2 separate regions of the Macaca mulatta genome follow, and region 2 is linked to region 1. A link is a contact called in public Hi-C data. All regions are on one chromosome and are shown on one strand. The core of a region is the stretch at or near the end of the contact, and the rest is flanking DNA. Distances in the headings are between cores, read along the strand shown. Region 1 holds the start of DDX24 (DEAD-box helicase 24). Region 2 holds the start of IFI27L2 (interferon alpha inducible protein 27 like 2).

What was found. Hi-C and Micro-C count contacts between places; a contact is called where the count stands out from the background.
Region 2: a contact with region 1 is called in a Hi-C map of fetal cortex germinal zone, with 1.7 times the contacts expected there. The contact joins the promoter of IFI27L2 here to the promoter of DDX24 in region 1. A contact is called at or near these places in 6 of 14 Hi-C or Micro-C datasets (CD4 T cells, blood, cortical neurons and 3 more).

Annotation. Positions count from the first base shown.
Region 1 is chr7:167,343,269-167,348,070 of T2T-MMU8v2.0, forward strand. It overlaps DDX24 (DEAD-box helicase 24), which reads right to left and starts at 2,815. Exons shown (of 9, transcript XM_015144415.3): 1 at 2,724-2,815; 2 at 677-1,393. The coding sequence starts at 1,388. LOC144330386 (a long non-coding RNA gene) reads left to right here and starts at 2,923. Exons shown (of 4, transcript XR_013396509.1): 1 at 2,923-3,039.
Region 2 is chr7:167,407,729-167,412,530 of T2T-MMU8v2.0, forward strand. It overlaps IFI27L2 (interferon alpha inducible protein 27 like 2), which reads right to left and starts at 1,838. Exons shown (of 3, transcript XM_077941663.1): 1 at 1,790-1,838; 2 at 726-887; 3 at 1-209. The coding sequence starts at 1,796. The coding sequence ends at 19.

The sequences.
Region 1 (4,802 bases), core at 1,565-4,064:
AGGCAGTACTAGTTCCTCCCCCAAGTCAGTAGTCTAGTTATCCAGCAAAGCCAACCTGTCGTTGCTTCCAAAAGTCTTGCAGGAACCTCACACAGCCTAGTCCTAACAGTCACGTCATAGCTGAATCTGTTTACAAAATCCACCCAATGACTATCCATCATACTCAAATCCTTCCAATGACAAGAAATTCATCAACTCCCAAAGCAGCAACCCTTTTCACCTTTGCACAACTCCTGAGAATTAGACAGTTCTTCCTTATACTTATGAAGATCGACCTCTCCAGAGGGCTGATCTTAGCCTTACCTTACCCCTATGAGTCATTCAGAAAAGGCTCAAGAACAGGAGAAACTACCATTTGCAGACCACTTCCAATGTACAGTGTAAGCTTTAGCTTACTGTAGCATTTAACTCTCACAGCAATGCAAGAGGTAGAAACTGTTATCTCCATTTGGTTGATAATGGGGTCTACAGAGCTGAGAGAGATAAAAGTGATGGCTAGGGTACCATTCAGGAAAAGCATATTTCAAACCAGAGGGGGCTGACTTCTAAACACCTTTATTCAGCGTTGCTTTTGTGGTTATGTTCTCAACATTCTTCTCTCTCCCAATTATCTGGCTTATTAGTAGCTATGGGCTCAATCCAGAAGCAATCCTGCCTTGGCCGGAGTTGCCCTTACCTGTCTCAGCAGCCCCAAGGATGTCCAGTCTGTCACGGATGGCAGGTGCCAAGGTCAGGGCTTGGATCGGTGTGGGTGCAGAGAAGCCTAGAAAGCTGAGTGCTCGGAGAACCGGCCTGGGAACAAACAGGTCCTTCCAAGCTGACACATCTGCCTTCTGATCATGAACTTCAGGAATCCATGTCTTCACTTTTTTGGGCACCTTAACAGCAGTGCTCTGAGAAGGCTCCAAACCTTTTTTCCCTTTATTTTTCTTCTTTTTTGGAGCAGTTTGGACCAGGTTTTCTGATGTCTTCTCTCCAGCCTCCGGATCATCACAAACCATGCCATCTCCCTGGGCCTCCAGCTCAGAATCTTTGACTTCAACCTCTTTCTGGGTACTAGTTCCTTCAGTTGCTACATTTTTACTTTTCTTCAACTTCATCTTTTTCTTTGGTGAGCTAGACTCTCCCTCCTCCTCTTCTTCTGAAACAGCTTGTGCCTTTCTCTTGGGTGCCTCCTTTGAGAAGAGACTCGAGGGATTCTTGGCAGGAGAGACCAACTGGTAATCTGTCAATTCCTCAAAGCATACCAAATCATCCATCTGTCCATCTGCAAACATATTTGGGTCAATCTTCACTTCCTTCCATTTTCCCACAACTTTGATTCCCTTTGTCTGAAATTTGCCATAGTTTGATGCCTTTGGCCTTGATTTTGTGTCCTTCAACTTCATGGTTGCTGAAAAGGAGATACATGTTCTATTAGGTTGGTGTCTGAGAAGCAGAGGGTTCTGATGCAACAAATATTTTCTAAGCAACTAGGCCCTACAAAGAACTGAGGATACAAAGACGGCTATCACACAGTTGCTCCTACCTAGAGAAGAACAAAGAAGGAAATACCACAGAACAGACAGCTTTGCCCGAAACACAGGGTACACATGTGATGGAACAAAGACGTATGAGCTAGACCTGGTTTGAATTCCAAATTCAACACTTACTGCGTGTGTGACCTTGGATAGTGCCACCCACTCCTCTCTGAACTTCAGTGCTCTCATCTATAAAAAGGGGGAAGAGTACCTAACAATATCTAAGTTGTATATTTTGTGTAAATAAAGGAAATTATGTAAAGCACGGAGGATGAAGCCTGCCACACATAAGCCGTTCTGAAGGCAGAGTAAGAATCTGAGGGGTTTTTCTTGTGGGGGCAGGAGGGGTGAGCTTTATTAAAAGCGTATTGCGCTTGCTTCCTTCTCAAGCCTTGCCTGAGAGAGCAAATGCCTGCTCTACCATCCCTTCCTTTGCCAAGCGTCTTAAAACCCATCCAGCTTTTTCATCATATTTTAAGTGGCTTAAAGGCCATTTAGGCCCAACTCGTTTGGGTGGAACTCGATCCAGGTTTTTCCTTTTCAGAAAGCCGAAGGAAGACAACACGTTCCGTGAAAAAGACCAAGGTAAATCTTGGTTCAAATCCGGATCCACCACTCGTCAGCTGTGGCTCTGCGGTGGACGTATCCATCTCTGAGTCTCTATTTCCCCGTCTGCATAATGGGAATAACAAGGACATTTGTCCCACAGAATCGTTATACGCCACTACGAAAAAGTGACGCACGTCAAAAACCGCTGAGCATGGCGCCCGGCGAGAAGAGCACGTTCGCACACGGTGCCCGCCAGACCCGCTGCGCCATGGCAAAAAAAACACGCGGGGTTCAGCGAGGAGAGGGCGGGGGGTGCCACGCGAGGAACCGGGCGAGGACACGGGGAGCGTCAGGCAGAGTAGAAGGGCCTCTGTTTCCTCGTGACGCCGGTCTCGCGCGGCGCTCTCGCTTTGTCTCAGGCACGAACGCGCGCACGAAACCGAGAAGCCGAGGCCGTCAGGCCCTGATGCCCAGACAAGGAGCCCAAGGCGCGGGGACCATGGCACGCAGCTCGGTTGGACGGCTTGGGCCGGCGGGCGCCCTCTCTGGACCCGGGAACCCACCGGCCCAGAGAGACCTGCGAATAGGAACCCGGGTTCCTGGCCTCAGCCCCTCTCCAGGGTCCGCTCCAGCCCCGCTCGTTTTGGTACTCACCGTGTGAAGACGCCACGGCAGCTCCGTTGGTCGCCGGTCAGGAGCCTCAGAAACCGCCGCTGTACCTCAGCTGCAGAAGCAACCGCAGTTCCGGGGCGGGACCTCCACACACGTACTCGTGCGCGCTGCGGAGGAAGTCCCACCCCTATGGCAAACTCAGCTATCTGATTGGCTGCCTCGCGGACCAAAGCTGTGCTGATGGGAGAGCTGGCTTGGGGCGCTGGCCCCTCCTCTTCCAGCTCTGCTCCTCCCCGCTTAGGGAAAGGCCACAGAAGGTGAGGTTCTGTGTGCTCCCTCCGACTAGAGACTTTGTCAGGTACCTCACAGTAACGTGTTTTCTTTTATTTTTGGTGTAGTTTTGTTACCAGAAAGGGGTCCCGATCCAGACCCCAACAGAGGGTTCTTGGATCTTGCGCAAGAAATAATTCAGGGCGAGTCCGCATAGCAAAGCAAAAGCAAGTTTATTAAGTAAAGTGGCGAAAGTCCGGCTACTTCGTAGACGGAGTGGGGCGTTCCCGAAAGAGGACGTACGCGTCCATCGTAGGGAGATGTATTCTGCTACAAGGGTGACCTGTGATGAGTGTTCCTTGTATTGTAATTGTTTGGGGCCGCCATGAACTGTGCCCATATAAGACGACAAACTTAATTGATAAATGTTGTGTGTGTTCAGACTAATCCACTGACAGGCCGTTCTCCCTTCTCTCTCCCTTTCCTTGGGACTCTATTCCCTGAGACACAACAGTATTGAAATAAGGTCAATTAATAACCCTACAATGGGCCTCTAACTGTTTAAGTGAAAGAAAGAGTCGCACATCTCTCACTTTAACTCAAAAGCTAGAAATGGTTAAGCTTAGTGAGGAAGGCATGTCAAAAGGCAAGATAGGCTGAAAGCTAGGCTGAAAGTTTCACCAAAAAAGTTAGCCAGTTTGTGAATGCAAAGGAAAGCTACTGAAGGAAATTAAACATTTTACGCTAACGAACACATGAATAAGAAAGTGGAACTGTTTATTGCCGATTTGGAGAAAATTTTAGTAGTTTGGATAGAAAATAAAACCGGCTACAACATCCCCTAAAACCAAAACCGAATCCAAAGCAAGGCCCTGATTCTCTTCTGTTCTGTGATGCCTGAGAGAGGTGAGGAAGCTATAGAAGGTTGAAGCTAGAAGAGATTATTTCATGAGGTTTAAGGAAAGACGCTGTCTCCAGAAACATAAAAGTGTAAGATGAGGCAGCAAGTGCTGATGGAGAAGCTGCAGCAAGTTATCCCCAAGATCTAGGTAAGATCACTGATGAAGGTGGCCACTGAACAGCAGGTATTCAGTGTAGACAGAACAGCCTTCTATTGGAAGAAGATGCCATCAAGGACTTTCATAGCTAGAGAGGTCAATGTCTGGCTTCAAAGGCCAAGCTCACTCTTTTGTTAGAGGCTAATGCAGCTAGTGACTTTAAATTGAAGCCAGTGCGTGTTTACCATTCTAAAAATCTTAGGTCTTTTAAGAATTACACTAAGTATAATCTGCCTGTGCTCTGTAAGTGCAACAACAAAGCCTGGATGACAGCACATTTGTTCATAGCATGGTTCACTGAATATTTTAAGCCTACTGTTGAGGACTACTGCTCAGAAAAAAGATTTCTCTCAAAGTATTATTGCTCATTGAAAATGTGCCTAATCACCCAAGAGCTCTAATTGAGATGTATATGGAGATTAATGTTGTTTTCATGTCTGCGAACCAAGATCCATTCTTCAGTCCATGGATCAAGAAGTAATTTTGCCTTTCAAGTTTTATTATTTAAGATACATTTTGTAAGGCTATGGCTGCCATAGATAGTTATTCCTCTGATGGATCTGGGCAAAGTAAATTGAAAACCTTCTGGAAAGGATTAACTATTCTAGATATCATTAAGAACATTTGTGATTCATGGAAAGAGGTCAAAATATCAAAATTAACAGGAGTTTGGAAGAAGTTGATTCCAGTTCTCATTGATGACTTTGAGAGGTTCAAGACTTCAGTGAAGGAGGTAACTGCAGATGTGGTTGGAAATAGCAAGAAAACTAAAATTACAAGTGGAGCCTGAAGA
Region 2 (4,802 bases), core at 588-3,087, 63 kb after region 1:
TGCATCTGCATGTGACCTTTATTCCTCATGTTTCTCTGACTTGAGTGGAGGTTCTGGAGGTTCATCTTGGGGTACATTTTCTGTTGCCTCATTTCCTTCAGCCTCGGGTTCAGCTGGGAGAGAAGAAGGTGACTTCCCCAAGTAGGCCCCCAACACTGACCCAACAGAGGCCAGGAGGATGTTGGATGATGTGGAGAGTCCGGCTGCCCCTGTGGAGGAGACAGAGAATGAGCACAGGGGTCTGGCAATGGCCCAGAAATCCCACCTAGATCCCTCCTCCAGGTCCTAAAAATCCCAGGGATCTGCTTTGGGTAGAAGCTGCTAGAGGCAGCTAAAAGACAGCTCAGGGGTGAATTCACGGACACTGAGATAGAGTCATCCACAGACAGACCCTAAGAGATACAGCGCCCCTTACTTTACACGGGAGGCCACTGAGGCCCAGAGAGGGCAGGGGACCTTGCCCAGGTCACCCAGGTGTCAGAGCCCAGGCATGGCTCTTGGCCTGGGTTCCTTTCCTCTTCTCCCTATCCAGCACCCCATCACCCTATCCACTCCCACCCCAAACCTCCCTCAGAAGGAGCCAGAAGAAGGGACAGTGAGGGAGAGACTGAAGACCCAGGAAGCTGAGGGTCATGGAACTGCAGGGCAAGGAGAGGGCCTCCCTCAGGCTCAGCCTCAGAACTGGATCTTCTCCCAGCTCTGGGGGTCCTGTCCAGGACACTTACCCACAGACTGCAGAATAGCCACCAGGCTCCCCGCAGAAACCCCACCGCCGTTGGCGATGGCTGCTGCGGACATCATCTTGGCTGCTATGGAGGATGCGGCGATTCCTGCCCCAGTGAAGCCCATGGCACTGAGCACCACGGGCACAGACCCCACTGCCAGGGCTGTGGGGAGAGAGAAGCTGAGTGCAGGGGTGGGCTCAGGAGAAGGGACCCTCCCCGCCCCCCCTGCTTAGGAATTCCTTGACAGTTTCGGACGACTGTCAGCTTGAGCAATAGAGACATGGCAGCTTAGGGGGCTCGTGGTGAAGAAAAGGTGGAGTGTGGAGCCAGGTGAGGCAAAGATGTCATAGAAGGACCAGGCATAGCCCTGGTTTGCCTCTAACTTGCTGTGTGATGCTGGAGAAGTCAATATCCTTTATTGGGTCTCAAGTTTGTGTGCGTGTGTGTGTGTGTGTGTGTGTGTGTCCACGCATAAATGTGAAATAAGCCATGTGGAGTTTACCTGCACACCCTCTTTCAAACGAAATCTTCCTCCTATGCTTATTCTACGTAAGGACTAGAGGACAAGCTGGGGCTGGAATGGGAGTGAGCTTTTCCCTGGAGTATTTTGATGCTGCTCCCGGCCCCTATGGCTCACTCAGGCAACTCAGGCAGCTTCGGAAGTGGAGGGTGAGTGGGGAGAGCCAGCTCTGCGCCTCATCTCTGCGGTCTCCCAGCACCCCCAGGACCAGGCTAGGTGAGGGCCTAGAGACAGGAGAGCTGGGCAACTTACCTCCTCCCACTACAGCAGCAGCTGCCTGTTCTAGAGAGAGAGAGCCAGGGGAAGAGGGGAAGGCAGAGGGAGAGGGTAAAGGGGAGAAAGGGGAGAGAGAGAGGCACAAAGGGAGGGGGAGGGAAAGGAGGTAGAAAAGGAGGGGGAGGGAGGAAGGGAGGGAGAGGGAGTCAGTAGGTCAGCTGGTTGATGAAGTCAGGGAAGGAAGCTATTCAATGTCCCTTCCTGGGCTGGGGAAGGGGAGGCCTGCCCCAAGCCCACCCTGCCCGCCCCCTGGGGAAGCAAGACTCACTCATCATGCTGAGGCCGTCTCCAGGTCACAGCTCGGCCCAGGAAATGAGAGCGTTGTTGGTGTGTTACTTCCCCCTCCACCCAATAGGGACACGCCCACTCTGGCAGCCCCAGAGAGACGCAGACTCCGCCCCGCCGCCCCACCCCGCTCGCCCGGGCGCCGTCCGGACTCCCGGCTCGCCAGCCCCGGCTTGACGACGGATCTACCGAAGAGAAAAGAGCTGGAAACAACCTGGAAGACATAGCAAGTGAGCCATGCTTCCCAATTGCTGTAGCACCGGCCCCCACTCCAACCCCGCCAATAACAGAAGAGCTGTTAGCTGCAAAAGCCAAAACCAAAACCGAAAGCAACACAACAATAACAAACAAAATGCACGGAGAAAAACGATGTTTAATTTAATTTAATAAACGATGTTTAACTTCCAGAGAGACACTAATATAAATACATTCTGGCAGTTTTCCTTCCAGCCTATGTCTCCGCTGAATGTGTAAACACCCCCTCCATCACCGGCCAAGTTCCCATCACACTCTGCCTTGCAAATTACTCACTTCAGTTAATCAACCATTTAGATTTCCCCAGGCTGTTTAATATTCTTCAACAAGATTTTTAAAAAGTCAACTTTATTAAGGTGTATGTAATTTACACAAAGTAAAATTCACCCTTTTAGTGTACACTTCCATGAGTCTGGGCGGCTTTGACAGCTCTGATTCAGACCTTTTTTTTTACATGCCCCGCCCCCTCCTCCATTAAATTCTCTCAAGCGCTTTCGGAGTCACCCCCACCCTGCTCCTGGCAACCATCCCCGCCCATTTGCCTTTTCCAGAACTTCAATATGATATTTAATGGTCATTAAATATTCCATCCCCGTGGGTTCAACGTATCAGCCCCCTCCCCCACCCTTTTAAGGGTTTAAAGTCTAATTTTCGCTCTGATAAGTTATTTTAGCATGAAGCGCTAACATTAAGGGGCACAAGTATTTTCTGTATATTCCTGGAGGTGGAATTGCTGGGCCAGAAACTATGCATTTTTTATAGCACCTGATACCTACGTTGTAATGTTGGCATTCAAAAATGTTGTCATCAGTTTACATTTTCCCAGAAGTATGTGGGAGGATCTATTTTTTTTCTCCTCCTCACTGACAACTAGCTTTGTCGTTAAGAAACAATAACAAAAAAACCGTTTGTTGATTTAATAGGTGACTTATTTTAGTATACATTGCTCTTCACCACTAGTGAGACTAAACTATTTTTAAGTTTATTACCTTCATGTACTCCTTATTTTGTGAGTTATCTTGTCATATTCTTGGATCCTTGTTCTACTGAAGTATTTTTTTCCTTACTGATATATAGGAATTAATGATATATTAATTATCTTCATCCATTCTCATAGATGTTGCAAATTTTTATTTATGCTTCATTCCTGCCTTTTTGGTGTTTTTTTAAAACAGAAAAGTGTTTAATATTTATGCAAACTTACCAATATTTTACTTTATTATTTTTGTCTTTAGAAAAGGCCATTTCTACTAGCTATTCAATACACTGTCACTTGTATTTTCTTTAGATTCTTCTGGGGTTTGCTATTTAAGATTTACTTTAATCCATCTGGAATTTAGATTGGTACATATAGTGTTTTATGTATCCATATATGTCTTAGCCAGTTGTTCCACTACCATTATTAAATCATCTTAAATTTCATCTTCGATTTGATATTTCATCTTTATATTCAAAACTCATTAGCTGGTATATATACCAGTATATCTATTTGGATATTTTCTGTTCTGTTCCAAAAAGCTATCTCTTCTGGCAACAATATCTCACTGTTTCAATCTTATAAATTTATTATCTGATTTAAAATCTGACTGTGCACAGCAGTATCAGAATTGTTAATCCAGGGCTACACATTTTTTATGAAGATTAAAAAATACTTTGTAATGCTGTCTACTATCCTGAAATGAAATTCATAGATAACATCCTCTATTATAGTTACACACAAGGTATTGCCCAAAAAAAGAGAAATAAAAGAAAATTATTTGTAATAAAATAGTGTATATTTCAATATGTACATGCTCAAGCACTATTACACCAAAAGGTATAATGAAAGAATGAGTTGTTTGCACCCATATAAGTTGGGATTTAAGATGATACAATTTCAATGGTAAATTCTTAATTTTTTTTTTTTCTTGAGATGGAGTCTTGCTCTGTCGCCCAGGCTGGAGTGCAGTGGCGGGATCTCAGCTCACTGTAACCTCCGCCTCCTAGATTCAAGCAATTCTCCTGCCTCAGCCTCCCAAGTAGCTAGGATTACAGGAGCACGTCACCATTTTGTATTTTTAGTAGAGACGGAGTTTCATCATGTTGGCCAGGCTGGTTTCAAACTCCTGACCTCATCATCCGCCCGCTTCAGCCTCCCAAAGTGCTGGGATTACAGGCGTGAGCCACTGCACCCGGCCAATGCCTGTTTTCTTATATTTGATGTTTCAAAACAAGGATCTAAGAGACGTATCTATATATTTATATACATATATCTACATTTAAGCACTATGAATGAGGGAGCTGCAAATACAGGCTGCAGTACATTGCTACCGGTGACATGATTTTCTGAAATGGTGAATAACTCTTGGTAAAATTCAGAACAAATCAAAGTACGATTTCTCCCTGATTTACAAGATAACAAAATTCCTAAAAATTCAATCTATATTAAAACTATGCCCAAAACACATAAAACATGGTTAAGTTCTAGGCCTAAATAATTATGAGCTTTTTGCTTGTATGATGAGATCTTTGAAATTTATACAGGGTAACTTTCAGCTGTGCAGGATTGTCTTATCTATTTCAGTTGTCAGGCCCCTGTCCCCACCGAAGAGCTAAATACAAGCATCCCCTCGCCAATTGCTGACGAATAAAAGCACACCATCAGATTTCCAAAATGCCCCCTAGGGGGCAGTACCATCCTGTAAAAACTACTGCCTTAACCTACTGCCTTAGTATTAATAGTTAAAAACTACTGCCTGCCC